7 separate regions of the Mus musculus genome follow, and all the other regions are linked to region 6. The links are chromatin contacts, called in public Hi-C and promoter capture Hi-C maps. All regions are on one chromosome and are shown on one strand. The core of a region is the stretch at or near the end of the contact, and the rest is flanking DNA. Distances in the headings are between cores, read along the strand shown.

The links. Promoter capture Hi-C pulls out the DNA fragments that hold promoters and counts their contacts. A called contact is a pair of places that touch in the nucleus more often than the background predicts.
Region 1: a Hi-C map of CD4 T cells shows a contact between it and region 6, with 8 times the contacts expected there. The contact joins the promoter of Dnlz here to the promoter of Tsc1 in region 6. A contact is called at or near these places in 1 of 39 promoter capture datasets (pre-B cells) and 1 of 484 Hi-C or Micro-C datasets (CD4 T cells).
Region 2: a contact with region 6 is called in a promoter capture Hi-C map of pre-B cells, with 3 times the contacts expected there. The contact joins the promoter of Ubac1 here to the promoter of Tsc1 in region 6. A contact is called at or near these places in 5 of 39 promoter capture datasets (erythroid cells, hippocampal neurons, liver and 1 more) and 1 of 9 other capture datasets (liver).
Region 3: a promoter capture Hi-C map of pre-B cells shows a contact between it and region 6, with 2.9 times the contacts expected there. The contact joins the promoter of Camsap1 here to the promoter of Tsc1 in region 6. A contact is called at or near these places in 2 of 39 promoter capture datasets (liver and pre-B cells) and 1 of 9 other capture datasets (liver).
Region 4: a contact with region 6 is called in a promoter capture Hi-C map of embryonic stem cells, with 2.8 times the contacts expected there. The contact joins the promoter of Notch1 here to the promoter of Tsc1 in region 6. A contact is called at or near these places in 2 of 39 promoter capture datasets (embryonic stem cells and pre-B cells).
Region 5: a contact with region 6 is called in a promoter capture Hi-C map of pre-B cells, with 2.9 times the contacts expected there. The contact joins the promoter of Pmpca here to the promoter of Tsc1 in region 6. A contact is called at or near these places in 4 of 39 promoter capture datasets (liver, neutrophils and pre-B cells) and 1 of 9 other capture datasets (adipose tissue).
Region 7: a promoter capture Hi-C map of pre-B cells shows a contact between it and region 6, with 2.7 times the contacts expected there. The contact joins the promoter of Tor1a here to the promoter of Tsc1 in region 6.

Annotation. Positions count from the first base shown.
Region 1 is chr2:26,350,722-26,353,421 of GRCm38.p6, forward strand. Dnlz (DNL-type zinc finger) reads right to left here and starts at 1,389. Exons shown (of 3, transcript NM_026828.3): 1 at 1,052-1,389; 2 at 614-753. The coding sequence starts at 1,291. It overlaps Card9 (caspase recruitment domain family, member 9), which reads right to left. Exons shown (of 13, transcript NM_001037747.3): 11 at 2,220-2,293; 12 at 1,764-1,840; 13 at 1,466-1,690. The coding sequence ends at 1,591.
Region 2 is chr2:26,020,475-26,023,174 of GRCm38.p6, forward strand. It overlaps Ubac1 (ubiquitin associated domain containing 1), which reads right to left and starts at 1,286. Exons shown (of 10, transcript NM_133835.2): 1 at 923-1,286. The coding sequence starts at 1,060.
Region 3 is chr2:25,981,943-25,984,642 of GRCm38.p6, forward strand. Camsap1 (calmodulin regulated spectrin-associated protein 1) reads right to left here and starts at 1,340. Exons shown (of 18, transcript NM_001372499.1): 1 at 840-1,340. The coding sequence starts at 996.
Region 4 is chr2:26,502,396-26,505,095 of GRCm38.p6, forward strand. It overlaps Notch1 (notch 1), which reads right to left and starts at 1,427. Exons shown (of 34, transcript NM_008714.3): 1 at 1,103-1,427. The coding sequence starts at 1,163. It overlaps Gm35978 (predicted gene, 35978), which reads left to right and starts at 1,532. Exons shown (of 2, transcript NR_132655.1): 1 at 1,532-2,434.
Region 5 is chr2:26,388,030-26,390,729 of GRCm38.p6, forward strand. Pmpca (peptidase (mitochondrial processing) alpha) reads left to right here and starts at 1,319. Exons shown (of 13, transcript NM_173180.3): 1 at 1,319-1,403; 2 at 1,907-2,109; 3 at 2,202-2,281; 4 at 2,466-2,548. The coding sequence starts at 1,336. Entr1 (endosome associated trafficking regulator 1) reads right to left here and starts at 1,287. Exons shown (of 10, transcript NM_026563.3): 1 at 1,120-1,287; 2 at 887-1,036; 3 at 463-531. The coding sequence starts at 1,189.
Region 6 is chr2:28,639,817-28,642,516 of GRCm38.p6, forward strand. Tsc1 (TSC complex subunit 1) reads left to right here and starts at 1,417. Exons shown (of 23, transcript NM_022887.4): 1 at 1,417-1,474.
Region 7 is chr2:30,966,636-30,969,335 of GRCm38.p6, forward strand. It overlaps Tor1a (torsin family 1, member A (torsin A)), which reads right to left and starts at 1,283. Exons shown (of 5, transcript NM_144884.2): 1 at 1,039-1,283; 2 at 455-720. The coding sequence starts at 1,219.

The sequences.
Region 1 (2,700 bases), core at 139-2,638, 2.3 Mb before region 6:
AAGCCATCTCTCTCGTACAGTGTACCACCAAGGGCCGTGGCCCTGCCTCTCACCAGGTAACACCCATCCCTGCATTTCAGTCTTGTCCCTACATATCAGAGCTGAGATTTCTCTGCAGTCCAGGTCTAAGAGGCGAACCCTAGAGACCCAAGGCCTGCACACTTATCACAGGCTATCTCCTCTGTGGCTCTGCCCTTACTCCTGCCACTGATCCCTCCTCATAGAACATTAAGAAGGCATCAGGCACAGCCTCCAAACTGACTCCTGGCCCTCCCCACTGCTCTCCCAAAAGTGGGAACACCACTGAAGGCTGCCCCAGTCCATAATCTGACACATACCCTTCCATCTGCCCTGAGTTGGCAGAGGACAAAAAGCCTCCACTAGAGATTGATAAGGCCCCTGGCGAGATCAGAGGTCAGGCAGTGACAGAGGTAGAGCCATAGAACTAGTTTGCCATATTTGGGGCCATTCATGGTTCATCTGAAGTTCAAATTCAACTGCTTCCAGGTCCACGTGGAAGCTGGGCTGTCCAGGTAGAGAGATCCAGGCAATGGATCCAGGCTCACACAGGGCCACAATCTTACTGTCTCCTACCCCTCCCAGCTGGCCTCACCTCTTCCCCTTCAGGTCAGAGAACCAGCTTAGGTTGTCTGCGATGATGTGGTGGTTCTGGCAACCAGGGCAAGTCACGATGACCACGCCCTGGTGATAGGCCAACTTTGAGATGCGCTTGGATGACCGAGTCCCACAGACCTAGCTGGGTTAGAGAGGTGGTCAGGCAAGGCATACACAGGAAAGTCTCTCCCAAGGTCTAACTCCATCCCGAGGGACAGCCTCAACCCTTTCTCTGATGATCCCACCTAGGCGACGGCGTCATTTCTAGACGCCTGTCTCCTGATAACCCAACCTAGAAGGCCCTGTGCCTCATTCCCACCCAGCCATTTGTAAAGACTCCGCCTCCTCCCTGGTCCGAAGGATACTTCCACGTTTCTGCCAGGACCCTACACCAACAGGAAACCAGCCAGCACCAGGTGTTGCCGACAGCGCCCACCTTGCAGGTGTAGACGAGTTGATAGTGGTCCGCTTCCACGCGCCCCAGCGCCGCCGCACGCCCTGATCCCGGCGCGGAGCTCGAGCTCCGCCAGCCCGAGGCCCAGCCCCAGGCCCAGCCCCGAAGTCTCTCCGCGGTCTTTAGGCGAGCCCCCAAATCCCAAAGCCGCCGCGGTCCGGAATCCCGGGTCCGCACACTACGAAGTAGTGTCGGCATGCGGCTCAGCGCTGTCCGCAACATCCCGCCTGCGAATCCTTAGCCACCTTTTCTTGCACCGCCCCGTGAAGCTGCGTCGACCATTTTGGTAACGGGCGCAGCGGCCGGAAGCGGCCCTCTTCGGCTTCCATCCGCCACCGGTGCACTGCTTTCTGTTGCCCCCTGGTGTCGCCCCGCTTGCATATCCAACCAACAGGCTCAGCTCGGTGATTATTTTATTTAGTTGCATTTTCTAATTCTAATACAGTAAAAAAAAAAAAAAAAAAAAAAAAACCGCAGCATCCTTTCACAATTCCACAGATGCTCAGCCTCGGCGCGGTTCGCTAGGAGCCCTCGGTGTCGGTGTTGTCGCTGCCTGTCGTATTCCCGCGATCCCCTTCTCCCTGCCGCCAGCTGTTCTGCATCTTGCGGAGCGCCCGCTTCCTGTGGGGCCCGCAGTGTGAGCAGGTAGGCACAGGTGTCCCACCCGCCAGCCGTCCTGCCCGCCGCCCCACACCTGCGGTAGTTCTCGAAGCTCTCCTTGAGGCGCCGCCGCTCCTTCTCCGGGGGCTCGCTGCTGCTGGGCCCCATGCCCTAGAGAAGGAACGGGGCCGGCAGCTGGACAACGGGGCGGGCAGCTGGACACCGTGGCCTTACCACGGCAGCCCTGGGACTCCAGCAGGTGTGGAGCATAGCTAGCTGGCCGTGGGGTCTGCTGGACTCCGAGATGACTGAGCGTGGGGTGACAACCCCTTTGTAGCCAGGTGAGTGGAAGACTTCTTTGCAGTGAACAGCAGTATGGGTGTCCTTACATTGTCCCCTCCCCTGTCCAACCACCCCACTATCCAAATGTTACATCCTACCCATACACTACCAAAGACCTTGTGATCCCCAGCTGTCCAGTGGCGTCACCCTCCTCCCCAGGATCAGCCATGTAGTAACCAGGGCTCTTGGGAACCCCAATCAGCCTTACATGGGTCAGTGAAAGATGCTCCTTGTTCAGAGCCATAAAGGGCTGCTCTGGGCTCTCCCTGTCTGCCAGTACACCTGAAAGGAAGATCTGTGCTTATGGGGGCCCCATCTGGTATGGCCACCTCCCTCTGCAAACAGCCCAACTAGCATTAGCCTAGGTCAGCCTTACGGGCTGGGACCTTTGCATGAGTCCAGTGGGGACTGCATTTCACAGAAACAGGCTGAGCCCTTGACTGCTACATCAACAGGGCTCCTACCATCAGTCACCCATACCGCCCAAGCTGACTGTCACCAAACACAAGGACAGATGGCTAGGAAAGACTCCAGGTCCCCATGATTATTTGCGAATGCATGCCCCAGTCCATGTCCCTTTTAGCTTGGCAACATTTTTGTGTCTAGTGGTTCCCATGGGTGGTGTGGGGGCAGCCTCAGTGGAGAGCTCAGGGCATCGGGGGCCTGGGTTAGTGCAAGTACACCATATT
Region 2 (2,700 bases), core at 36-2,535, 2.6 Mb before region 6:
ACTTGAAGACTGCCTTTAGAGGAAACACAATGCTGAACTTTAACACAACCTACTGCTGTAGATCCCTAACTTTCCGAAGAGTCCCCTCTAAAAAGCTATCTGGCACTAATCTTGTCTGGCATGGTGCTTCCATAGGCTACCAGTGTCTAACAGACATCTGTTTCATCTTCAACTGGGAGCAGTTAGAGCCAGGAAGGCTTCAAGAACTAATTCCAAGACTTAACTAAAACTAAAAGGCTAACTATAGTACAACGTTCACTGAATGTAAGTAAACTTAACAAATGCCACTTGCTGGCAGGAGACAGTCATCCTGGACCTTCCCACTCAATCAACTGTTGCCCCAATAGAAAGTAGAAGCCAAGGAACTTGTCCCACAGTGACACTATTTTAAGTGACTACTGCTAAGTGTCAAGTCCCGGCCATGGGCTCCTAGCAGCTGGCTCCTCAGGCAAGGAGCCAGTCCTCTTATAATGGGATCTAGTTACTTCCAGCTTCTGGAGGAAACTAAAAGCTCATCCCAACAGCAGGCAAGCCCCAAGGCTAGAAAACCATGATCCCTTGCCTTTGCCTCTCCCAGTCTCTGTTCACTCTCGCCTTCACCTCCCTAGCACGTTGCAGAAATTAAATAAAGCTCGCTCAACAGCGGGGGCCAGATGCTCTTCTCTGAGCACTAGGTTTGTGATTGGAGGAGCGGAAGGCGCTGCCCAGGCCCGGAGGAGCGAAGGCTGGGAGCAGCGGGCTGCACGGCAGGGACTGGGGACCGGTCCAGGAAGAAGCGAAAATCTGGCGTCTAGGTAGAGATAGGAGTGTCGGGGCAACCAGAAGGCTGGGGACTGGGGCGGAGTCTGGGACATAAGTCTAGGTTTCTGGTTTTCAGAACGGAGGCAGAGGTGGAACTGGGTCGTAAGGAGCTCGGCCTTACATGTTTGAGGCAACTCTCCTTGAGCTTCTCCACCGATGTGTCCTCGGTCGCCTCCTCCAGCCACTCGGCGCCGTCGGCTGCGCAGATGTGCAGCCGAAGCACCTTGCCCGCGAAGATCTTCTCCTCCTGCACGAACATCGCGCCGCCGCCCGGGCCTGCACCCGCCGCCCGAACCAGTGAAGGTCACTGAGGCTGGCGGGAGGACCAGGGGCGGGGCCGGGCCGCCGTGCGCTCCTTCGCTGGCCGCCGCCGCCCCGCCCCGGCTCCTGTCAGCTCCGCCGCCCGTCACTGAAGGGGCAGGAGCTGTACCCTTGCTGCCACTGCCCGTGTCGCCGTAGCCGCCCGGAGCGCGCGGTCGCAGCCGCGCCGGAAGTGCGTAATGAGCGCCCGTGGGTATGCCGGGAAATGTGGTTTTTTTTTGGCAGGCATTCTGCTGTTGCCCACCCCACCCCCCGCACCCCCCGCCCGCACCGCGCCGGAAATAGGTAAAGTGCACCAAGGCACGCCGGGAGTTGTCGTTCCCAGGCAGGCTCACGGCCCCCTTACCAAAAATTAATGTGTGAGGTGGGTCAGATGCATACCGGGAGTTGTAGTTCTCCATATACCTCATTCCTTCAGCACCTCCCAGCCTTGTTACCTGATTTGCTGGTCTGTTGGAATTGAAAAGGGCTCCGGAGTCAAGTACACAAGATAATACGTCTGGGTCAGGGCACTAGAAATGTGTCACAGTTGTAAGTGCTTGTATGCCATGCACAAAGCCCTGGGTTTGCTCCTCGGCGCAGCATACGCCTGGCACAGGTTTATAATCCTGAACGTTTAGGCAGAACCAGAAGGTCAAACAGGTCATCCTTGACTACATAATGAGTTCAGAACCACTCTGGAATACAAGCCTGCATAAAACACATACAAATGCGCGTGCGTACACACACACACACACACACACACACACACACACACACACACACACACGCATGCGCGCACACACTCACACATACGGGATGGGGGGCCCTGGCTCGGTGGTTAGGATTACTTTCTACTCTTGCTGAGGATCCTGTGTTTCTCAGAACCCACAATGGTGCTTCAGAATTATCTTGAAGATCAGACACACTGTTGATACATATATGTAAGCACAATACTTACAAAATAAATCTTTTTAAGCTAAAAAAAAACAAATAAAAAATAAATAATATCATAATTATTAGTGATCCAGGAATGGTGGTGTGGAGGTAGGAGGAACAGTTCAAGTTCATAGTCATCTTTGACAAGATCCATGAGCTCTTGCCACAGATCTGTGTCTTGGCAGATGGTACAGAACTAAGCAATAAGGGTTGTGAGGAGTGGGTCTGAGGCCCCTCCAGCTGGTCTTCAAGTTCCCCAGGCCTCTCCCCAACAAACCCCTTGCTCTTTGTCCAAAGCCTAGGCTACTAAGCCCCAGTCTTCAGAGGCCTAATGTCCTCTTTCTCTTGGAAGCCTGTCATGGTGCCACCTAGGGCATAATAAGAATGTTTGCAAGTATTTCCACATAGCCCATTCAGCATCCTACCACTGGATATACTGAAAGAAGTACCCAGAGGGACACGGGACAAGTCCCTTCCATATGCTTGATCTGGCTCTCCAGGATTCCCAAGAGTGAAGTGAGCAGAAGGAATTGTGGAGACAGTGATCTTTGCAATGTGTGTATGAGGTCCCTTTGGAGCTGGAGACAACAGATCCTCTCCTCCAAAACCTCCAGGCTTCTATGTGAACACAGAGATACCCCTCAGAGCACTATGAGGAAG
Region 3 (2,700 bases), core at 90-2,589, 2.7 Mb before region 6:
TCTTTGGAGTATCCAATAACTTCTGTTCTGTTAAGTACCAAATTTCATAATATATAAACCAGATTGGCTGGAACTCTAGTTTGAGACTAAGTCTCAAACTATCCAGCCTTCTAGTCACCCTGATGCAGTAAGGAACAGCTAAGCAGTGGTTATTTAGGTAAGAGTCTTTCTTGGACTTAGAGGACCAGTCCAATTGCCAGAGAATAACACTGCACATGATAGGCACCCTCCACCCACCGAGACTCAGAGAGCATGGATGACACGCGAACACAGTCCCATGCCTGGACCGACCCTGGGCTACCTCAGCGCTCGCTCACCTGGGCCGCCGCCAGAACAGCAAGACTTGAACTGACACCACGCGAAGGCGCGCCTTGGCCCTGTCACCGGCCTCATTCTCAATCTTGGCTCTGTCTCCATTCCTTGTCCCTAGACCTTACAACCTCCTCCCGTGCGTCTCATCCCCCCAAGACCCGTCAGATCCCCTCTGGTCCCAACCTGCCCCGTCTGTCCAACGTCCGAAACTCTCTGCTCTCATCCCCCAGCATGTCAGTCCCTTTTCTGACCCCTCTGGTCTCATACCTGGTCGTTTCCGTCGGTCTCCCTCTGGTCCCATTCTGCGGCCGTCGCGTTCCCCTCTGGTCCCATCCCCCGTCGTAGTCCGACCCCAGTTCTGGTCCCATACCCCGGCTCCTATACCCGTCCGACACCTCCCGGTCGCATCCGAAACCAGTGCGTTCCCCGTCGGCTCCCCTCTAGTACCATCCTGGAACCGGATTCATTCCCCGTCCGTCTCCCTGTAATCCCATCCCCCGACCCCGGACCCCGCCGCGCCCGCCCACCTAGGCCATAGGCCTTCGCACAGATCCACTGCAGGTTGGCGGCGATCTTGGCCCGCGCCGCGTCGTAGCGGTCCAGCGGCACCAGGTCGGCGCCCTCCGGGGGCGCCTCCATCCTCCTCCAGCCTTCGGCGGCACAGCGACCGCCCGCGTCCACCATCTGCAGACAAAGGCCGCGGCAGCCCGGCCGCAACAAAGACGCCGCCGCCCTCCCGCGCCGCCCGCCCGGGCGCACGGCCCTTACTTCACGGCCGCCGCCGCCACCCAGGCTGCTGCATGCTGCGGGCGCCGAGCCGAGGCCGAGAAGGCGCCGAGCGGGCCGGGCAGGCGGCGGCGGGCAAGCGCCGGCCGAGGAAGGCGCGGGGCAGGCGCGGGGCAAGCGCGGTGCGAGCACGGGCCGGGGGCGGTGGCGGAGGCGCGTGCGCGGCCCAGGAGAAGCGGCAGCTGAGGCGGCGGCCAACGGGTGGGAGCTAACGCGCCGCCGCCGCGTCACGCAGGCGCACTTACCGCCCCCCGCAGCCCCACCTTTCTCCGCAAGCGCAGTAGGCACCGCCCGTAACACCGCCCGCTCGCCCCGCCCTCCTCCTGAAGGCTCCGTACCTGTCCCCTTCTTCAGATGCTCTGGGTACACCCTCAGCCCCGCCCCCAGCCCTGGTCCTGCAGAGTAGGCACGCCCCTCTAACCTAGCCCAGTCCGTGTCCTTAGTAGCTATGGACACACCCTCGGCCCCGCCTCTACTTCGTCCTCAAGGCTGCATACACGCTAGTCCATCCGGCCCCTCCCCGCCCACCCCCCGGCACAGTGGACACGCCCCTGTCCGGATCCCGCGCAGGCGCAGTATTCTCTTCTGAGGGCTAGCCTGTTTCCTAGCAACTTGAGAGACTAATCTCTGGCCTTGATTGAGCCTCAGTCCTGTGTGCAGAGACGTTCGCCTCTACCTCTGGCAAGGCCAGCTCTCTGAGAACTGAGCGCCCTTAGAGTCTGCACCGGTGCTGCATCTGTGGACTGAGATGCCAAGACGTCTCCGCCCGGACTGGCAGAAAGTGGGCGTCGCAGAGTGTGTGCGGCTCGAGAACTGCGCCTGAGATTAGCCCAGAGAAACAATCCCCGCAGCTCTCGGGAGTCCGGAGCAACCGCGAGCTCCGCCTCCTCCTCCTCCTCGGTGGGCACTATCAGATCTCTCAACCAGTTTTGGCATCTAAGGGAAATGGATGCCAGCCTAGGACCATCGTCGCGTGTGACCTGCATTTTAGTGCTTGAAAGGAGCAATAGTATATTTTTGAAAACTGGGTGCGGAAGGAGAAAGATGTCACTGAAGAGCGGACTGTGTGCGCACCAGCCCCTGGGAAGGCTCAGGAACCCTCCGGCCCGGGCGTGGGTGACCTTACTAACCATCATCTGCAAACTTCAAGGTGTTTAACTTCTGTCATTGCCAGAGCCGCCCTATGTATGAAGAAGGCAGTGTGTAGAGTGGATGTTGTACAGGTAGCTGTCCCTCAAGTCCAAGTGCATGTATGATGTAGTCAGAAAGAGCCGCGGATGAGCCTGGGCATGGTATCCCATGATTGTAATCCCTGCAGTGGGGAGACTGGAGGCAGGAGGATCTAGATGAAATTCAAGGCCGGCTTCAGCTACTGGAGATGAGACCCTGTCTCAAAAAACAAAACAAACAAAAAATGGATAGTGGCCTCATGTGGCAAGTATCTTGAACCCAGCACTTGGGAGGCAGAGGCAAGTGCATCTCAGTGACTTCAGAGCCACCCTGTTTCTAATCGAGTTCCAGGTCAGCCAAAACCACATAGTGAGACCCTGTTTAAAATAAAATGAAATAAAAATTGGTTAGGGCTGGGTACCCATGGAGAGA
Region 4 (2,700 bases), core at 177-2,676, 2.1 Mb before region 6:
GTGGGAAAAAGCGACAGCTGCGGAGCCCGCCACCCCGCCCTCCAACAAAGCGCCGGCCCGGGAATCAGAGCGGCCCATTGTCGCGCCAGGGCCGCCTCCTGGGGCAGCGGGGCCGCACCCGGAGACCTGCCCCGCCTACTCCGACACCCAATACCTGTTCGCAGGCATCTCCAGGGGCAGCCCCCGCCGCACCCAGGGAGGGGGTCTTAGAAACCCCACTTAGAAGGAATTCCACCCCGTTCTCGGGAAGGGGCTATTATTAATCAAGCCCCTCCCACGCCATCTTAAAGAGCTCTAAAAATTAAGCCTCGATGTAGGGCTGAGCTCGAGCGTCACATAAAACCCCACTTTTAAGGAAAGGGCAGGCAGTTCTCTCCTTCGATTACTGGGAGAAGAGTGCAGTTGGTTACTACAACAGGAGTACCCCGTTCTGTGAAGCCGGAAGGGAAATAAGGGCTCCCCTCTCCGGCTCCCGTTCCAATCAGCACAGGATTTTCAAACTTCCGAAATGAGTCAGTCCCACGCCCACCCTAGGCAGCAAGCCGCCTGCACATCGCCCCTCTTCGAAAGTTTGATTCCGGCTAGGGGACAGCGATCCCAAAACCCCATACTAGGAGTCCAGGGCACATCGTCTCTGCCCCGCTCTAAGTAAGCAACGAGAGTATAGCGCCCCTGACCTCACACTGCACCCCAACATCCGCCCTAGCACGGGCCGGAGGCAAAGAAGAATGAAAATAAATGGTCCCAAGAAGCAACAGGAAACCAAAACCGATTCGATTCAAATCGAAAAGTAGAGGCGCAAGCAGCATGTCCGCCCCCGCGGCGAGCCCCAGGAGCGTCTACCCAAGTGCGAGCCAGGGTTGGGCCTCCGGGGCCCCATACCACACTTCCAGCGTCTTTGGGCGCTATGAGAAAAGTGGGTACCCCTGGAAAGAGAAGGGTCCTCCTCACACGCCAGGACACCAGGTCCCACGGTCCCGTCCACCCGCTCTGGCTCTCAACTCTGGCAGCTGGTCCCTTACTCCTATCTACCCAAAGCGTGCGCAGGGCGCAACAGAAGTTTCTGAAAGGCGCCCGAAGTTGCGGGCTCGCGGGAGCCTACCTCTTGCGGCGAGCGCGGGCAGCAGCGTTAGGCAGAGCAAGGGCGTCAGGAGCCGTGGCATGCCTGCTCGCCAGCTGCCCGCAGCCCGGGCGGCGGCCTCTTGGGGTGGCCGGCGGGGATCGGACGTTGACGCACACCACCGGCGGTCCCGCAGGCGTCCACCCTCTGATGCCCTCTTTCCTGGCGGGTGGGCGGCGCTGGGCTCTCAGCGGCGCTGGGCCCTACAAGGCACCCGGGCTCGTTCCTTCACTGCGCTCGCACCCGCGCCCAGCGCCCGCGCCCTGCGCCCCACGCCCCTGCGCTCCCTCCCGCGGCAGAGGCACTAGTGAGGCTCTGAGCGGGCGGGCGCTCCGCCCCTATGGGGGCCCGCCCCTGCCCCGCCCCATCCCAGCGGGCTCCGCCCCTGGTTCCTGCGAACCCTTACCCCCTTGTGGACCCTGTCCCTCCCAGCGCTTTGGTGGGTTCTGCGCCTGTCCGGGCTAGGGAGCGCGTCCCGAGCCAGGATCTAAGGATCTTATGGTTCGCAAGACAAGGAGGAATGGAGGGGTGTATGGAATGGGCATCTAGGAACTACTTCTTGTTCGAAAGTTTACAGAGACCAAAAGTTTGAGCTGGCGCTGCGGAAGGATCAGGCTTTGTGTGTAGCCGCCCTCTGCGACATTTGGCCAGAATTTGCATTTCAATAGTAGAGGAGGTACGGGTCTTGTGGGAAAGGAAAGCTGCACGGGGAACCAGCTCCATCCTGGAGTTAGGTCTAGGACCGTGGGCAGGAGCAGCTGAAGTCAAGTTTGGGGGGAATCCTGGGGCAGGAGTTTAAATGTGGCGCCCTGGCAGCGTTGCGCGTGTCCTGTCCCTAGGGCTCCACTCCTGGGAGCTGTTTGGTCTCGGCTATAGGCATCAGGAGGATTGAGGCCAGGCACTCTTAGCCATGACTTCCGGAACGCTTGACCTTAAACGATGATGGCGTCGCGCCCGCAGCCTCTGTAGAAGGGAGTTCGGGGCTCCCTAAGGGAACTCCCCAAGGACTAGTGCCTTGCTGGACAGATTGCGCTCTCGATTCCCAGCAGGAACCCGAGTCTAGACGTTCCACGGTCACCCTTCTCACTGGTCCCTGGCTGTGTCCGACTTAGGTGGCCTGGGAAAGTGCAGAGTTCCAGTACAATGACTGCTAGCGTCAACACAGCCTCTCATGCTTTATCTCCACCTTGATGTTTGGACATCCTGTGCTAAGCTGCTTAGCACTGGGCGTCCAAGATGCCTTCCTTATCCCTTTGCAGTTAAAGTTCAATGGAATCTGGAACGAACAACACCTCCCCATCCTAAAACACGGTGGTGAGTTCAACAAGGAATAAGGGCCCCAGATTATATTGTCCTAGGACCCTCCCATCTCCCTTGACACACCTGTTCCTGAAAGGCACTAAAGGGCCAGTGCCAACAGCTGTCCAGCCCCCATCTCCTGCTCCTCTCAGAAACTGGCCTCAAGCCTGGGGGTTAGCAGCATGGGGTCAGTACCCGAGAGAAAAAGCGCCCAATGCTACAGAAATATTTATATAAGAGATCTGCAGCTCCAGAGAGCAGTTCCATAGAAGGAACGCCTG
Region 5 (2,700 bases), core at 69-2,568, 2.3 Mb before region 6:
GGCTGAAGGCTACTGTAGGCGATTCAAAGCTGCTGAGATGCCACAGTGCATCTCAGGAACTGCTCTATGCCATCCCTTCCTCTGACCTTCTCTCCAACTACCCTAGTTGACCAGCCTCTACCTCCACACCTATCAGACTCAGTTGCTTATGTGGGTCTCATAACACCTACATCTTATGTCGCTTTTTTCTTTTTCTTGGTTTTTCAAGACAGGGTTTCTCTGTGTAGCCCTGGCTGTCCTGGAACTCACTCTGTAGACCAGGCTGACCTCGAACTCAGAAATCCGCCTACCTCTGCCTCCCAAGTGCTGGGATTAAAGGCGTGCGCCACCACTGCCCGGCTCCACTGCTCTTTTGGGCTCCAGGTATATACCCCTTAAACCCTGTCATCCTGAAAGCCCATGGCCAGACCCCTGCCAGGCACTGAGTCTAAGAGGGAAAGAAGACCCACTGAGCTACTCTACCTCCAAAGCGCGTCTCAGGGGCTCCCGAAGGACCTTGGTTAGTACATTTCCCCTTTCCATAGCCAAAACCTGCAAAAAGACATGGTCAGCTCACCGTGATCACAGCAAGCCTTATGACTGCAGCGTTTGTCCAGGGAGGTGAAGACCGCAGACGCCTGACTCCCACTGAGTCTGGGACTAGAAAGCTGTCTTCTGAGGCTGGATGCGGTAAACTACACATCCCTGCGCGCTCTAAGAGCAGCTGCAGGTGGAACGCAGACCCGCTAGGTCCAGCCCCTGGCCTTGCCCAAGCCGGTGGGCTTAAGTGGCCTCCGAGCTCCACCAGGCACTACCTTCCTGCCTTGAGGCGGGCGGGCGGGCTGTGGGGAGGGCTCCCCGCGCTGCCCAGCTCCGCACTGTGGCCGGCGCCCCGACCGACTCTCACCTGTGTCTCCTACCGAAGCCAGCACCGGGCTGGGCACATAGCACATAAACGTCGGCCGAAAGCCGAAGAGATGGGGGTGCAGGTCCCCGCCATGGGGGCGCTCACAGTCTAGCTGGGGGAGACAAGACCGGCGCTCATAGAACGCAGGAGCTGTAAGCGACAACGAGAGCGGCTTCACCGCGGGCCGCCGCCGCCCGCGCCCCCCGGCCCTGCCCCAGCCGCGCGCCGCTCACCGTCGGGAACCACAAGGCTCCGCGTCCGCGATAGAGGGGGCGCGCCCTGCCGCCGCGCGTAGCCCGACATCGCCGCGCCCTAACCCGGCCGCGGCCCCATGGCCCGCAAGGCAGTCGCCGGCCCCTGCCTCATCCGGCTCGGCGGGCCGGAAGCCAGCGCCGAACGCCGCGGGGCGGGGTCGGAAGCGGAAGTGACCGCAGAAGCGCGGCGGCGCGATGGCGACGGCAGTGTGGGCGGCTGCGCGGCTGCTTCGGGGATCTGCGGTGCTGTGCGCGCGGCCCAGGTGAGCCGAGGCCTGTCTCGGTGCGAGGAAGGGAGGACTCGGGGGAGTTGGTACCGGGGGGAACTGGAAGAGAAGAATGGGCCTCTGGATCAGAGCACAGGCGCCTTGGGCCTGGAGAAGGAGCTGGGGACTGGAACCTGGTTGGGAGTGGTCGGCAGAGTCCCTCGGCTGGAGCCTTTAGACCAAAGCGAAGCCCTGAGGGGCCGGGCTTGCCCAGGCCCATATGCACAGGAACTCGTTTCTCACGCAGCCTGCTGATCAGAGTGGACAGTGAAGCCCCAAAGACCGGGGTCGAAGAGATGGCTCAGTAGTTAGGCCTACTGACTGCTTCCCCTGGGTTTGGCTACCAGCGCCCATTTGGTGGCTCACAACCATCTATCTATAACTCCACTATCCAGGGGATCCAAAGCCCTCTTCTGACCTCCATGGACAACGGGCATGCCTGTGATGAACATACATCCGTGACATAAAATAAGACTAAATATTTTGCTGCTCTGCTGTAGGTTTGGATCTCCTGCACACAGACGGTTCAGCAGTGGTGCCACCTACCCCAACATCCCCCTCTCTTCTCCCTTGCCTGGAGTACCCAAGCCTATTTTTGCAACAGTTGATGGACAGGAAAAGTTTGAAACCAAAGTTACCACTCTGGACAATGGGCTTCGTGTGGCATCTCAAAATAAGTTTGGACAATTCTGTACCGTAGGAAGTAAGTTCTATTGGCCATTGTTTTGAAAACTTTCTGTTGATTAAATGTTTTGAATATTTGGCTTAACCTGTCCATTTTCTTTTTATTACCAGTTCTTATTAATTCAGGATCACGATATGAAGCGAAATATCTTAGTGGAATAGCTCATTTTTTGGAAAAATTGGCATTTTCGGTCAGTGTCTAATTTGTAATTTTTATAAGTTTTCAGTTTTCCTTTTTAAGAACTTGTATTAGTTAAGGATCTGAATATGAAGTTGGTGCTCACAAAAGACTTCTGACATGATTTTGTGTGTTTGAAAGCAAATGTACACTTAATGGATTTTGGGTTATTTACTTAAGCTTAATTATTTTTATAGTCCACTGCTCGATTTGACAGCAAAGACGAAATCCTGCTTACGCTGGAAAAACATGGTGGTATCTGTGACTGCCAGACCTCAAGGTATTTCATGTCCATCTGTCCTCCTCATCATGTCCTCCTCATCCTTGGTCAGAGTCTCTTAGAGTCTCTCTGAAAATCCACAGCATGCCTGATGTTGGGGACAGAAAGCATTCCATACTAGTTTCTTCTCTGACATCCTTTGACCTTTAATT
Region 6 (2,700 bases), core at 167-2,666:
CACAAAATACTTATTTGTTAATAATTTCCCTGGCTTATCCAACGTGCAATGCACACGACTTGAAAGACTACAATTTGGGGGTGAGTGTACACAAACTCAATTATCTTAAGGACAAGGAGAGCCTCCTGGATGTATGCTTAGGAGAGAAGTCCTAGTTCCCAAGAAGGCCAGGCGAGGGCGCCATCTCCTCGAACTGGAGTTATAGGTAGTTGGGAGCTGCTGCCATTTGGGTTCTGGGAACCTAACCCTGGTCCTCTGTAAGAGCAACAAATGCTCTTAACGGCAAGGCCATTTCTCTAGCTTCCGCTTATCATCTTTCACTGGGTCTTATTATATAAGTTTAAGTATAATAAAACCCCAAACTCCAACCCAAACCAAAAAACAACAAAATACAGCAACAACAAACCAAAACAAAAAATACACAATGCCAGGTGGTGGTGGTGGTTGTGGCGGCGGCTGCTGGGGCAGCTGCGGCGGTGAACACCTTTAAAGCTAGCACCTTTAAAGCTAGGCAGAGGCAGAAGACTCTCTTGACTTCCAGGCCAGCCTGGGCTACAGAGCAAGTTCCAGGATGGGCAAAGCATAAAGAGAAACTTTGTCTTGGAAAACCTTAATAAATACATAATTAATTAAAAAAATAATACAAATAAGGAAAATAACAGCAAATGAAAACTATATACATTCTGATATCCCTCTAAAAAGCTTTGCACCACAGCCGGCAAGGTTTGAAAAGACTTGACACCTTGTCATGGCATGCAAGTAAATCAAGGTATTCTGACTTTACAACATAAACTGCATCCTCTGACTAAGGCTGGCCTCTACATGTCACTCCACAGACTCTTCTGCAAAGGAAAAAGTGGTGGTGGGGGAAAGCCCCATCCTTTTTGCTGCAATTGACAGGCTGTCCATCCAAGGGGATCCCAGAGGCTCATTTGGAAATAGGAACGCCTACAGGGAGACCCCAAAGGTGGCAGGTGTGCCAAAGACAGAGGGACCTGGCTCGAAAGGGCCAGCGCTCTCCACTGAGCCTAGCCCTGCCAGCTTGTTTTTGACTGTGCTTGTTCCGAGCGCGCGCCTCCTGTCACCATCACGTGGCCGCCCCTCCCCACCCCACCCCTCGGCCGGTCTCGTGGCTCCGCCCTCTGCGCCGGGACTTCTTTCGGCCTCCTTCAGAGTCACAAGATCTCTCAGTGGGCTCCCACCTTCACGATCCTTCCGCCGTCCCCGCCTCCACATTAAAATCTCTTTCGGTTTTATTTATCTCGGCCAGCTTGTATCGTCATAAGTGGTATATCCTGTCCTGTCTGGAGAGGCTGAGACTCTGGCCATCTGGCATTAGGCTCGGAGCGTAGTAGAGACCCGAATAGGGACTCTTTTTCATAGCGGAGGCCCCCGCCGCTCGAGACGCTTCACGCCAGGGGGAGGTGCTGCGCGTCCAAGATGGCGGCGCCCTGTAGGCTGGAGGGACTGTGAGGTAAACAGCTGAGGGGGAGGAGACGGTGGGTGAGTACGGGGGGTGTTTCCCCTTCTTTTCCTTGTGGGCTTTTCGGGGCAGCTCTGGCAGCGTGACCTCACGCTGTGGGGCGCTGCGGAGCGCGTTAGCCGAGTCGGGGGTCCGGGGAAGGGGGTTCGGGGAGCTTCTTCCTCGCCCTCATCGCGCGCTGGCTCCGGCAGGGCTCGGCTTGGGCTGCTGGGGCCCCGGGGAGCTGAGGCGGGCCTGCTCCGTCCGATGGCATGGCTGGCTGCAGCTCCGGGCCCGAGGTGGCCCCGCTAACCCGCCCCCCTCGCTTGCTGCGGTGACAGGCTCCCGCGGGGGTGCGCCGCGCAGGTCAGAGACCCCGGGCCCGGCACGGGGACCCGGGGGTGGGGTCGCGGCTCGAGCCTCTACTGCAGCCGCCGGGGCTGGGGGTGGAGAATGAATGAAGGCCGCCTGTGGGCACTGGAGGCTGCCCGGCGCCCGCCGTCTCGGGGAGAGTGTGCACGGCCGAGTGCTTGGCTCTGGGTGTACTTGTGGGTGTTTAATTGATGCTGGAAGACAGTTACCTCCAAGTCGGCAGAGGTGCTCGTTAGCGACAGCTACCTGCCCAGCCACTGCTGAACGCTCATTCATTCATTTGAGGACCTGGAGGACCCACTGCCTGCGGTCCCAGACACCTTTTTTAGAACCCAAGCACTTTCTTTGTGTTGTGGGTTAGAAGAGTTTGGCTTCTCGCGTGTTGGATTTGGAATGAGAGAGACGTGGGGATGGCGTGGAGTGTGGTCGGCCAGTAATCGCAACTATCGTTTTTTTTTGTTTTTTTTTTTGTTTTTTTTTTGTTTTTTGTTTTTTGGAGAGGGGGAATAGGGGGTGCCTGTGTGACCGAGCACTATTGAAAGTGCTTGGTAGCCATCCTGTCTTTGGTTCTGGACAAAGGAGAAGCAGTCTGCAGCCTTTCTAAATGAAGAAACTGAGGCCTGGAGAGAGTGGAATAATTTGCCCAAGGTCACACCCCCCTATTCTGAGACAGCACTGGAATTGAAGTCCGACTGGTTCCATTTGTCTGTTATTTGATTAAAGGTGGCCTATTATTAAGTGAGTGTAGTTAATCATTTGGCCAAGGTAGGGATATGTGTGTGTGTGTGTGTGTGTGTGTGTGTGTGTGTGGTGAGAGATTTTGAACAGGGTGCATTTGGTTTGTATGTCTTAAGCTTTTGTTTCTT
Region 7 (2,700 bases), core at 33-2,532, 2.3 Mb after region 6:
TATGTCCCCACTTCCCAGCCAAGTTGTCACCTTACCGAGTCACTTTATGAGTGTCACAGAGGCCACTCATAAAACTTTGGTGGTCTAACTGCTCTATGTATCTCAAACCCTTTGTAACTTACATATCTATCCCCCAGTGCACCCTCGCCACAGCGGGAGTTGTGGGAGTTGGGGTGGAGAGACATAATACAGAACTTCCCACATTCTGGGCAAGTGCTCTATGCCGAGCTACCCCCAGCTCTTGACAGTCCCCTTTAAAACACGGTAGCCTAGCTTCAGCTGTCATTCCTCCAAGGGATATGACCACTTCTGTGCACACCTTTTAAAGAGGAACTGACATACAGAGAGCCATGTTGTGGCTCACTCACTGACGTGGAATTCCCACATCCCACCCCACAACAGAGAAACCCCAATTCCGGGTCATCCGCGAAGGCGGTCAACTTAATGCTCTTGCCTTATACTGTGTGATGTTAGAGGCGTGGGGGAAGTGTAGCGTGGCCACAAACAGGTGTACATAGTCACTGTTCAGTCCGCCCTCGTAAATATTCTCCGCGATGATCTTGCTGGCGAAGTTTTTGCCGGTGCCCGTCCACCCGTGCAGAGAGAGGGTAAGGGGCTTCTTGGGCTTCGGGTTGCTTAGGAAACCAGACACGGCGTTTAGGATGACTTTTTTTGCAAGATGCTGTCCAAAGAGCTTGTTATCCAGATCTTTCTGCAGCGCTGAGAAAGGAAAGATCACTCTGGTCAGGAGAGAAACAAGCTGGCAAAAGGCAGCCCCATTTCCAGGACGTCAGGGCCCGCGGAGCCTGGTTTGGAGAGCGCTGAGGGACCCTGGTGCTGCGAACTCTGCCCTTCCTCGGGGTTGGCCCCAAAGCCAAGCGGAAGAGGTGCCGTGAGGCCGCCCCGGAGAGCTCCGCGCAGGGCTGACACCCTACCCCGGGCCCCGACCACTCATCTCTCAGGCCTCCGGCCAAAGTCTGGCCTGGCAGCGGCGCCATCCCCCTGCCGCAGCATCCCGGACGCCTGGTGCCCGCCTACCCTCCCGGCTGAGGCTCCGCATCTGGCCGCAGCACTCGGCGAAGAGGCAGTAGAGACGAGGGTAGGAGATATAGGTGGTGAGTACGCCGGCCAGGGCCAGACTCAGGCTGATGGGCTCCACCGCACGAACCACGCACGGCGCCAGCAGCAGCAGGGCCAGAGCGGCCCGGCCAAGCTTCATAACCGGACCCGCGCACCTTGCGCGCCCAGCGCCCGCCCAGCGCCCACCGTACCCCGCGCACCGCCCAGACTCGTATTTCCGGTTCCTGCTGGCGGGGCCGCCCTCTTTGTCCGGGGCAGGCAGTCTACCGACGCTAGTGGCTACCATCTTTGTTAAGGGCAAAGTCCCTTCTGCTTCTGAACCTTGATGTTACAGGAATAATATTGAGATTATAGGAATCAGGTGATGATGACTGCTGCCCTATCCCCATCAAGTAACAGTGTTTTAGAACCATTTTTTTTTAATGATGGGCGGAGAGATGGCTCAGCGGTTAAGAGCACTGACTGCTCTCCCAGAGGTTCTGAGTTCAATTCCCAGTAACCACATGGTAGCTCACAACCATCTGTAATGGGATCTGGTGCCCTCTTCTGGTGTGTCTGAAGACAGCGACAGTGTACTGACATACATGAAATAAATAAGTATTAAAAAAGAAATGACGCAGGCACCTGCGTGCATGTGGTGCTCATAAACTCATGTGGGCTTACACACATGCATAAATTAACATGTAAATGAATAAATTTTTAAAAATGAGAGGATAATATAGTGGGTTCCCACATGACCCCCCCCCAACGTGCGTCCCTATCATTAAATCTGACAGGTGCGGTGGGTGGTGTGCACCCTTAACCCCAACACTCTGTATGAGTTGGGGCCAGTCTACAAAGTTTCAAGCAGGTCAAAGCTGCATATTGGATCTTGTCGTTAAAACAAAACAAAACAAAACAGAACAAAACTGACATTTGAGGGCTGGGTATTGTAGCACACACCTTTAATCCCAGCACTCTGGGAAGTAGAGACAGGTGATTGTCTTGGATATCTGAGTTGGAGGCCACCCTGTCCTATACAAGGAATTCCAGGTGCAGTCAGGGCTACAGTGAGAGTCTGACATCTCAAAAAAAAAAAAAAGAGGGATCTGCATCTCATACTTGTTAAAAACCCATGACCAGTATTTTTTTTTAAAGATTTTATTTATTTATGTATGTGAGTATACTGACTTCAGACACACCAGAAGAGGGCATCAGATTTCCACTACAGATGGTTGTGAGCCACCATGTGGTTGCTGGGAATTGAACTCAGGACCTCTGGAAGAGCAGTCAGTGCTCTTAACCACTGAGCCATCTCTCCAGCCCCATGAGCAATATTATTAAATAAAGCCCATAGTTTCTTACCCAGTTTCTTCCTTAGGGAACTGTAGGAATAATGTTATTGTGCACTGTATAAGGATTATCCTTGTATTATTCACATGCTGATTGCTATGCCCTCATATATGGTTGCTATCCTTATTTTGAGAACTGCCTGTCATCAATGTTGTGTAAACATTGCTTCCTAATTATTCAGATTGGTCAATAAAGGGCTGATCAGCCAGTGACAGAACAGGAGAGAGGGAGGAAGTGGGGATTTAGCCATGAGGTGGGAAGTCCAGAAGACATCATAATCATAAAAAA